Regions from separate parts of the Mus musculus genome. Here all the other regions are linked to region 3. A link is a contact called in public HiChIP or PLAC-seq data. All regions are on one chromosome and are shown on one strand. The core of a region is the stretch at or near the end of the contact, and the rest is flanking DNA. Distances in the headings are between cores, read along the strand shown.

What was found. HiChIP or PLAC-seq counts read pairs in DNA pulled down with a chosen protein or histone mark.
Region 1: a contact with region 3 is called in an H3K27ac HiChIP or PLAC-seq map of regulatory T cells, with 6 times the contacts expected there. The contact joins two enhancer-like sites. A contact is called at or near these places in 4 of 115 datasets of contacts at active chromatin or transcription factors (the SCID.adh cell line, T-cell acute lymphoblastic leukemia, regulatory T cells and 1 more).
Region 2: an H3K27ac HiChIP or PLAC-seq map of T-cell acute lymphoblastic leukemia shows a contact between it and region 3, with 4 times the contacts expected there. The contact joins two enhancer-like sites. A contact is called at or near these places in 1 of 484 Hi-C or Micro-C datasets (embryonic stem cells), 2 of 115 datasets of contacts at active chromatin or transcription factors (T-cell acute lymphoblastic leukemia and double positive thymocytes) and 1 of 9 other capture datasets (embryonic stem cells).

What each region holds. Positions count from the first base shown.
Region 1 is chr12:107,137,205-107,140,777 of GRCm38.p6, forward strand. No RefSeq gene overlaps it. Among named protein-coding and RNA genes, the nearest start is that of Gm52008, 28 kb to the left of the region's middle. Within about 2 kb of position 2,022, at least 33 of the 459 cell types and tissues checked have an H3K27ac peak or open chromatin away from gene starts, as enhancers often do. A contact at or near this core is called in the SCID.adh cell line, T-cell acute lymphoblastic leukemia and regulatory T cells, where this site is marked.
Region 2 is chr12:107,076,898-107,080,418 of GRCm38.p6, forward strand. Gm16086 (a long non-coding RNA gene) reads right to left here. Exons shown (of 5, transcript XR_381903.3): 3 at 2,358-2,526. Among named protein-coding and RNA genes, the nearest start is that of Gm16086, 21 kb to the right of the region's middle. Within about 2 kb of position 1,599, at least 3 of the 459 cell types and tissues checked have an H3K27ac peak or open chromatin away from gene starts, as enhancers often do. A contact at or near this core is called in T-cell acute lymphoblastic leukemia, where this site is marked.
Region 3 is chr12:107,769,173-107,772,328 of GRCm38.p6, forward strand. No RefSeq gene overlaps it. Among named protein-coding and RNA genes, the nearest start is that of 4930465M20Rik, 35 kb to the left of the region's middle. Within about 2 kb of position 1,524, at least 22 of the 459 cell types and tissues checked have an H3K27ac peak or open chromatin away from gene starts, as enhancers often do. A contact at or near this core is called in the SCID.adh cell line, T-cell acute lymphoblastic leukemia and regulatory T cells, where this site is marked.

The DNA of each region.
Region 1 (3,573 bases), core at 772-3,271, 630 kb before region 3:
GAATTCCTCAAACCATGTCGGCTTCCTTACATGTAAGGTGTTAAAATGAGCAGTTGTCTGAGCATTGAACACTCAGAAGGGCTTGTATTGTGGGTTAAGAACATAAAAGTGGGATCTGAGGTAAGAAATAGCTCTTATGTTACTCCTTTGAGAACATACTGATAATGGGATGGCTGGCCCCTTAGGAGGAAGATGCTGTTTTAGGCCCTTTCTCCACCTTCATTACTCTGTATGGGGAAAACACAGCTATTTTAAGAAGTTGATTCTGAATACATTCTGAGGATCTTTCCTTCAGAAGGATGTCTATGTTGATGTGTGTACTGAAGGTGCCCTCATCTCTCTGCTCAAGGAAGGTCCAGTGGGTTGTTTGGAGTTCCATTGCTCCTGGAATCCTCTCTTGCATACATACCTTTAGCACCATAAGTGAATCCTTTCATTCTGTGCTTTTCCCTCATGAGAAGAGAGGTAGGGTGTCCTCAATTATGGAAGAGCAGAGAATATTTTGAGCTGAGCACAAACAAGCAAGTGAGATTATATGCATATTCACCTCGCTCGGTTCTTGATTGTTGAGTGGATGTAACTAATGTTTTGACATTCTTACCTTAGACTTACACAGAGGGACTGTAGCCTGGAATTGTACACTAAAGTAAAACCCATCCTCCCTTAAGTTGCTTTGTGTTGGGATATTTTATCACAGCGACAGAAATGAAACCAGAACAGCTAGACAGCCTTGCCAGGCAGTGGTGGCTATGAATGGATAGATGTTTAAAGACAGAAGCTCCAGTCTAGGAGTTTGACCATTCTCCATAAGCTGTTCATTTCAAAGTGACAACCTTAGATGCCGTGCCCTCTATCCTGAAGTAAATGACTTGCCTTGACCCTGAAGATTAAGATATCCAGGATATATCTTCCCACAGCCCATAAAATCAAGAAATGTCTAGGGTGAATGGGATGTGGGTATGTATGAAGAGGAAATGGAGAAGTGGTGGACCGATTGGTCTTAAACTCTGAAACAATATATAAGCAATGTGCAAGAGAATTCCCTAAAGTACCAATTTTTGCCCTTGTCACTCCCTTAGTGTGTCTGCATGGTGTAACCTCGTGCATCTTTGACAGGATGCTGGGGACTGTATCTCCCTAAAGGAACAAGTTACCATTTCACATTGAAGATCCTGACAGGGGGGTTGGCAAATCAAGAGTCATCATACTTCAAACTCTCAAGATGGGGGAACAAATGGCTCATGTTTCATGTGTGCTGCAGGACACAGCAGCATCTCATTGCCTGGACATATCTTGAAATTAGTGTTTATGTCTTGAATGCAGGGTTCTGGAGAGAGATGCAAAATGCCTTCAGAGTTCATGACCTTAAGGAGTCTAAGAAAGTTGGGAGTCTGATCTTTGCAGTCAGGAAACTCTTTGGTTCTAGCCTGCCTCTCCTCCTAGGCACCTGTGCTTACCTGTTGATCTCATCTCAACTCCAAAAGGAGACATTATCTCTTAACCAGTCTGTGAGGACAATGAGAATCACATAGGAAGAGAGTATGAAAAGGTAGAATACATGAAGCAGGCACCATGCAGGGAAAGGTCTTGAGGCCACATATCTCACAGCAGGCTCAGCAACTGTCAAGCATCCCCTAAGGTGCAAGGCCACAGCCTTACAGGAGCCCCCCAGGCATCCTTCTGAAGGGCTTGAGGGAGTATGCAAGGTAACTTGCCAATAGCTAAATGGCCTCATCAGTATCTGCTTCTCCTTCTGCAGCTCAAGGCTTTAGACAATTCAGGAGGAACATAGGGAGGGAGGAGAGAAAATATCTCTCAAGAGTATCTTGTAAGAATACAATAACAAAAATAGAGTCTTACATGAAAGGAAGGCAAAAAAGAAAGAGAGAGAGAGAGAGAGACATCGAGCCATGACAGACAACATCCGCTCTCATTTCGGTTTCCTGGAAGCGGAGTGTGGTTGGACAGATGGGTGCTCTATCGTTTCTCTAGAAGAAACGATAAGATGTAAATATGCATGGCCATCTTCAGAAGGGCAGGGTGAAGAAGGGTGTCTGTGCCCGGTGGTGGCTTCTAGGCTTGTGGCAAGCTTTCTTCTTTGGTCTGTCACCCCACCTGCTGAGGTCTACAGCAACAGCTCTCAGGGGCCCACGGGCTCTCTCATCTCCCAGAAATGGGTCATCAGGAGGGTCTGGCATCTCCCTTCCATGTTGGCACATTTTTCTCTGGAGAGGCTTCTATATCTTTCTCAAGATTAACCAAAGATCCTATGACCATGGTCATCATCTCGTGGGATCTTCCACCCTGATATCCATGGAGCTCCAGGGCATTGTCTGGTCTCATTGTTTCATGTCTGCATTACTCTGGATTCTTGCAGAACTTTCTCACATATCAATAAATACTTAGACTGAAAGGCATGGGCAGTAACCAGCAGGCCTGTGTCACACTAGGAAATGAAGATGGCTTACCTGGCTCACAGATCCACACATGCCAGGTAGAGAGTAGAGAGACCCCTTTGCACCTGAGGTTAAATAGTCTGTGACTTTCTTACCTACTGCTCTTGTCCTTAAAGAGAAGACGAGTACAGGACCCTAATTGGGTAGTAGAAGGATTCGAGTCTAAGACATTTGAGGACTGAAGAAGAGAAAGAACCAGGGGAGATAGAAGTCATTGCTCCTCGGTCTTGCTAATCACCAAAAGGGTTGGCACATGATTAGGTTATTGGAGATAAAAATATATTTTAGTTAATTCTGAATTTCTAGTGCCAAATTGGTATGTTGAGAGCAGAAGGATGCTCAGCTATCTGCGGTACCGGTAAGCAACTGAAGGTATGGAAAAAGATAGAGATACACAAGGAATGAGAGGCCTGGCTTCCAGATGTCTACCATGGATTCTTTTAGTGTTTTCAGGTGAACTTTTGCTCTTTGCAGAAATGGCCAACTGCAGCCAAAGGGTGAGAGTGAATTTTACCAGATGGCTTGTGGTCATGAATATCAAAGTCTGTTGACTAAGGAATTTCCACTATGCAAGGCTGTATAACAGAGGTGACCATGCCTTTTCATGAGAGTGCAACAGCTAAGCAAGCCCTCTGGGCTGTTAGTAGACACATGTTCTGTGCTTTAATTCAGCAGGCTATTCCTAAGCCAGTCATAGACCCTGAATGTCCAAACTCAAGCATGTTCCTCAGAGTATTAGAGACCACTCTGAGATTCCAACTCCAGCAAGCAAATACTGAATGAGATGGACTTGTCTTAACTAGGAGCTCTCCGAAGCATGGGGAGATGTTGCAGTGAGAGTGGTAGCCCAGGTTCCTGATGAAACAGGAGTTGCAGGAAAGGTGAGGTGCATGTTGGGAGTGTGGTGTTAGCCTGGGTCTGACCCATGTGTCCAACGGGAATCCCGGATGAACCTGTTGTTTTCAAACAAATAGAAGGGTCTGGTTTGTGTACTTAGCAGGCATTTGTTTTTAAAACTCACATACACAGTTTGCGACACATCACAGTGATGGAGTATTCACCTAAAATGGGCAAAACCTTGGGTTTTATCTTTAGTCTTACTCATAAACATAAGTTA
Region 2 (3,521 bases), core at 349-2,848, 690 kb before region 3:
GTGGCTGAAGTGCATACTGACCCAAATCCATTCTGCTGACAGCTGGTTAACTATCTCTGTTATTCATGGGCCTTTATCTTAAGTCTTGTAGAGTCTGCTATTAGATTACCTATGTTATCCTGTTTACAGTGTCTTCCTGGGCATAGAACAAGACGTAGTAAGTGCCATCTTTTCTTTAGAATGGTCCTCCCCGAAGCACAGAAAGCTCGTAATAGGTGTGGGGCCATCTGCACGTTGTCTACCATCCCACAGGCATGGGCAGGCACTGTGTACCTAGAAACAGCCGAGCTGATGCTGATCCTTGCTGTTGCCAGCAGCCCTGTCTGCCATCCTCATCCTCACCACCATCATCTCTGTCACCATGGAAACAAGGCTAAGTCATTTTGGTTTATCTGGTTAGTGGGGCTGTATAATCCCCAAGACAATTATGCATTGTGAAATAAGGAAACGTAGAGGTTCTAAACAAACAAACAGGACATTATCTCCCCTGTCCCACTCTCTGACATGCTGAAGCCATTGTGCTTATAAAGAAAGCTACCCTGGCTGTCTCTCCTACCCTGTGAAAACTCTCTTCCTCACTCTACACACCATACCCTAGTCTTATCTTTAGAGAGTAACTATTTTTCTGATTATTCTGTCCGAGCCTTAGATAGGCTGAGGCTAGACTTCCAGTCTCCCTGCTCCCTACCACAGCAAACCTCTCCTACAAATCGCACAGACTTATGTCCCAACTCTGTCGTAAGTTTTAAACATCTATTTGGTCAACATTCCTCTAGAATTTATTATTTCTGCATTACTTCACAAAGCATGGGCTGTACACGAAGGGGAAGATAAAACTGCAGGGACGATCAGAAGACATAAAGCACATAAGCTATTCAAGTTCATGTCCTGTTCGTGGATGGAGGGATGCTCAGCCCCGGCAGGTACATCACTGGCTTCTAAGGCTGACTCCCCAGAATATGAATGGCCAATGGATTTCTGTGTGACATACGTGGACACTCACTGGTTGTGCATTCTTCTGCACCAGCCATTAGCTTCAGGTCACTTGGTTTGGGAATGGATGAACCCAAGTCCGGCTTTAAGAGTGAGGGGTTCTATCCACTTAAGGGGACTTTCCAAGTGGGTCATGTTGGCCTAATATTGTCCAGTTCCCTCTGAACCTTGCTTTGGGGAGTTCATTCTTTGCTACATTTGTTCTAAGAATCTTAGTGTAAAACCTTCCTGATACCGAGATGATGAGCCAGGACACTGCATAGTTTGGGAATACGTATGGAGATTTGGCTTCCCATTAAAGATGGGTATTGCCCTGGACCCTCCTCATGATGGTTTGCTTTGTTTCTTTAGGTGTGAGAGCAAAGTCGTATGCATCCCACATACAGAGGCATTCTCAAAGCTGAGAATCAATCACCACTAAGAGGTCGTGGACAGAGTGAGCATTTCATTGATGAATGCTCTCAGTGCAGGCCTTCCACTTTGAGCTGTGACCTCAGGGACAAAGACCTTACCCCAGTTGCTTTCACCTAGCTCCTAGTCCTTGACACTGGATCAAGTTACTATCCTGTGTGAACTTAAACTGACTTCCTTTGCTGAGCTCCCCCTGGCCTTTTCATCAACGGAAGCTCTGTGGCTATTGCAGCTCAGTCGCCATGTGTTCCCTGGGAGCCCAAAGCAGAGGGCTTTCAGCACACAACGTTAGAGGAACCAGGAGCCCCCTTTCAATTCTTTAGTTAGACCCAGAAATTGTACACAGCCCCCTGGAGTATCATCCTCAATACATTAGCATGGACTCAAGTTCTAGAAGCTTAGATAATGTTGCACAGAAGACATAATCCCTATGGCATGGTGTAGCCATCTCCTCTCACTCTACATCTACACTGCTGAACCTGAGATGTCCTTAGGGCAGGTGATTCAGTGAAATTCAACGTTGAGAAAAATGGAAGAGACCAAGAAGAAGAAGCAGACATGTAAAGGACCGTGGTGAAAATGGGAACAAAAACTGAAGCCTCTCTTATGTCTGCACCCAGCCTGCCCTCTGGAATGCGTGTCTCATCCTGGCTACATCTTCTGTCCTTCTTTCTCTGCTTTTTGTCCACTATGAAGCAGAGGGGCCTCTCCTCCACACACTCTTGGCCTCATGACGCTCTGCCCAAGCACTCAGGTATCCCGCCAAGCTTTCCCCCAAAACTGTGAGTGGTAACAAACCCCTCATCCCTCCAGCTGCTGCTGTGGGTATTTAGGGCACAACAATGATGAGAAATGTAATTCAAACAATGATGCTCTTTAAAGATGACTGTCACCAGTGTCTGTGGCACCTTCGTTACCTTTGTTGTCCACTCAGCCAGTCTCCTGCATCTCACCTCACAGTCCTTCTGCCCCAAGTGAAGCATTTTCTCCTGAAGCTCTCGATCCTAGATCACCTTAGGTGCCGCAGCCGGGTGTCACCTATAGCTCCCCTCAGAGTTCTGCTTTTCTCCGGGCTCTCAGATCATTGCCCTGGAAGCATCGCAACTCACTGGAGCTTCCATTCTTGGAAGGAGAGAGAGAAGTTTAAGTTGAGTTCTGTGGTATTGGCAATCCCCTATGGGCGCTAGTAACTGGGCTCAAAATCCCGGAAACTAAAAGCAGGGGTGGATGAATAAGCTGTGAACGAAGTCAGGGTAGTAACCTGACTTCCATCTTAAAGCAACTGAGAGAAGAGAGACCTTTCCTGTGCCGGAGGCAAGCAGGAGAGATCAAGTTTTCCAGTCAACATTGATGAGGAATCTCCTTCTGATGACGGAGATACTAAAGGGCAGGAGAAACCAATTTCGTGTTGTAACAAGGAGCGAGACTCTCAGGTCCCAAGTGAATGCAGTTAGTCATGATGTAAGTATTGATGAGGAAGGGTTTTCCCCAGCCTGAATCAGACCAGAAGATTCCAAATCAAGGATTCTCCAAAATACCACCTGAGATTGACCACTGGTCCCTGGCACTGTGCCTGATGCCTCAGCCCAGTCCTTCTCCCTCTCTTGAGAAAGTCCTCTTGTAGCTGACATGCCAGAGACAGGTAAGGTAGTCAGAAACTCTAAAACCAGGGGACCAGCACAGAAGTGGGAGGGGTTTTAAATGCATTTCTCCCATCCAAACACTGCTCATCAGTGCTGTGGGCGCCGATGTTCACAGCGATCCACAGCTCTGCGGAAGCCTCCCAATTCACCTGATGTTAAAATAGTCCACGTCAACATGACAGCATGCGTGGTTAGGAGCAGGGGCCACGGACATGATCCAAATCAGCCAGGACTTGAGCTTTAAGCTGTTGCGGTCCCTAGGGATGCCTGGGCCTGCCTAGTGTCCTCACAGCACCTAGGTCTAAGCAAGGTAAGAGGCAGGTATGACTTCACTGTCTTAAGAAGACAGATCCCGGGGGCAGATTGCTAATCAGATTGATGGAAAACTACTGTGTACTGATGTCTCAATGCCGACAGCTCCTTCTGTGTCCCAGCACAAATTCCTCACACTTTGCTCCTTGGTCAGATAGAAAA
Region 3 (3,156 bases), core at 274-2,773:
TTGCACCCAGAGGCCGCATGAGTAACTCACGGTTTGAGTGAGTGGCCTCTGTATTGCTAACACAGTAACAGGTCACCTGACCACTCATTCTCCAGAACACACAGGTCCTTAAAAGTCACGTGGCTGTACTGATCTATAAATTAGACTCCAGTGTAGTCATGTATACATTGCTTCATCGGTAGGAGTGACTTACCATCAGGGTTCTGGCAGGTTCTCCCTATTCTCCATGACATCTGTCCTTCTGGAAACCATCAAGTAAAGTATCTAATGGTGTGGTATGGGGGCGTGAAGCCAAGAGCCCATGACAGAAATGTCCCCCAGTCCCTTGGCATGCGGAGGCTTGGGGATGACTGGCCCGAGGTCCCCATTCATAACCAGATGGTAAAACAATATAGCCATGCACCCAGGTCTGCCCCCATGAGTTGAGTTCTGAGTTGATACCCCAAAGCACTATCAGGTATAGAGGTAGAGTAACCACCCAACCCTAGAGAGCCACAGACCAGGCGGGAGGCAGACAGGCTAGAGTGAGCCCTTAGCGCTTGTAGCAGGTGCTTCCAAAGTGAAGCCTACATCATGAGAAAGCAAGGGAGGAAGAGCCTTGACCTGTGAGCGCCTCCTGCTTCAACCCAGAACTTCACAAAGAGTCCTGTCAGATCCTGGGGGAGGAGCTTGGTTTGCTGCACCCTGCATTCCTAATTGGGGTTAAAATTTCTGCCTTAGTCCAAACTAAGATGCCAGCTTCTCTCCCTGTCTGTAAAGAGGCTAACGGCCAATTTATGTTTGTGGGAAATCTGTCACGGAAGGATCCAGCTTGCTGCCACCGTGCGTGTGTCTGATGTTTTCTCTGTGGAATCATCCTCAAGCCATTATGTCATCGCCAGTCACACCCCACCCCCTCGCTCTGTGAACCTACCACCATGCGTTAATATCCCGGTAGTTTTTAGCATTGTTTCCCAGTCCATGTGGAGCCCCCCCCCCGCCCCCATTTGTCACATATGCATGTTAATTTCCACAGAGTTCCTGCATATGTGGAAATGTTCCTTCTAGCAGGGCCCAGGGCCAGGCCTGAAGCTACTGCTTGGTGAATGGGTGAAAACTCACCCTTCATTCCCTGAGAGCTTATCACTTCCTCAGGTTGAGGCTCCTCCCACAAAACTCACCAAGAGGGGAGACCTGACTCCCGCACTTGAGGGATCCATACCCTTCTCTGTAGCCAGCTGGCTCTCCCCAGCTGGCATAGATCACTATACCACACAGCTCTGGTCCCCGCCCCCACCCCCAAAGCCCCGTGGACAGAAATGAACTTAGATTGTCACACAGATGAGCAGCAATTCGAGAGCCTGGGTTCTAATTCATCTCTGGATCTCTCTGGCTGTCCCCCTCGTGAGTCAAATGACCTGAAGAAACAGGGTGGGGCAAAGGATGCAGCCTCAGCGTTTCACTGACCAGGGCAGCCACAGATGCAGATCCCCAGGCCAGCCAATCAGCAGCCGGCAGGAAGCTCTTGCAGTGGCAAATCTGCCCTTATCTCTATAGCTCTGCAAGGTCGTGAGTACCGCACTTTATCAGATCATCTACAAGGTCTGGGGACACAGCAGCAGGTTCAGAAGAACCATTTCTTGAGAATTTCCTACCAGAAGCCCTCTGGGCTTAGGGGCATCACCAAATAAAATAAGAAGCCTTGGCCTGAAATGCAACAGGTGTCTGGCTACTGGGGAAAAGTACGAAAACAGAGACCATGGGGAACTATGGTCCTTTAGCTGGCAAGCTCTTCTCTACCCTACAGAGGTTGAAATGTCCTTCAACCTTGAGGTTTTCCTAGTGTCTTGGCCACTCATTAATAGTTATTGTTCTGATAATATTGAATCCGCTTATCATGCTGGATTCTAATTATTTGACTTTGTGAGACTCTGTCTCCCAGTAAGCTGGAAATTACAAACCTCTCCTGATGTAGATAAAGGCAAGTAACTTAGGATGACTGTGAGATTTATTGATGGTTATTTCCAGCTCAGTAGCTTTGGGCAAGCAGAATCAGTTTGCCCATTCATTGTGGGGTAGGGGATTGGGTCCTGATCAGTGAGATCGTCGTTTTAAATGCTTGAAGGAGACCAGTCACTTAATATGTGTTGACACCGCCCCCTGCCCCACCCACCTTCCATGTCCAACACTTTGCCTAGCTGGTTGAGACCCTCACCAACAACTGTTCAGAGCAGTCACTGAATGAATGGAACTAAACAGAGCATTTATTTAACACACAGTTCCTGCAAAAGCCCCACCTGCCTTCCAGAGGAAACATGTCCAAATAGATCTATTGAGGGATGCCCGGTTCCCTCTCTTTTTGAACCCTCAGAAAGACTACATTTCCCAGCAGTCATAACGGCTGTGTCAGCATTTGTCCTGGTTAGATTTATTCATTTCAGTTTCTTTTTTCTTTTCTTTTTCTTTCTTTCTTTCTTTCTTTCTTTCTTTCTTTCTTTCTTTCTTTCTTTCTTTCTCCTTTCTTTCTGTGTGTGTGTGTGTGTGTGTGTGTGTGTGTGTGTATGTGTATGTGTATGTGTATGTGTATGTGTATGTGTATGTGTATGTGTATGTGTATGTGTGTGCATGTGTGTGAACGTGACACAAGCTAGGTCATTTGGGAAGAGGAAACCTCAGTGGAAAAAAATGCCCCTACCAGATTAGCAGGTAGACAAGTCTGTGGGGTATTTTCTTGATTAAAGATTGCAGTGGGAGGGCCTGGATCACTGTAGGTAGGGCCACCCCTGGGCATGTGGTCCTGGGTTGTATAAGAAAACAGGCTGAACAAGCCAGTAAACCGTGTTCTCCATGAAATAGTGTTCTGCTTCAATGCCTGCCTCCAGGTTCCTGCCCTGACTTCCCTGGGTGATGGAGTGTGGCCCGGATGTGGAAGATAAAATAAAGACTTCCCTCTACAAGCTGAGTGTAGTCAGGGTGGGTCTCACAGCAGCAGAAAGCAAACAAAAGCAGCCTCCTCTCCCAGTGAGCTTTGTATGAGCATGGAAATTCAGCTCGAGCCTCTATTGTTTTAAAGATGTTCAGTGCAAGGTTGGAAAGGCGGCTCAGTGGTTAACCATTGGCTGTTGTTATAGAGGAACTGAATTCAGTTCCCAGCACCTGTATTGGATGTCTCACAGC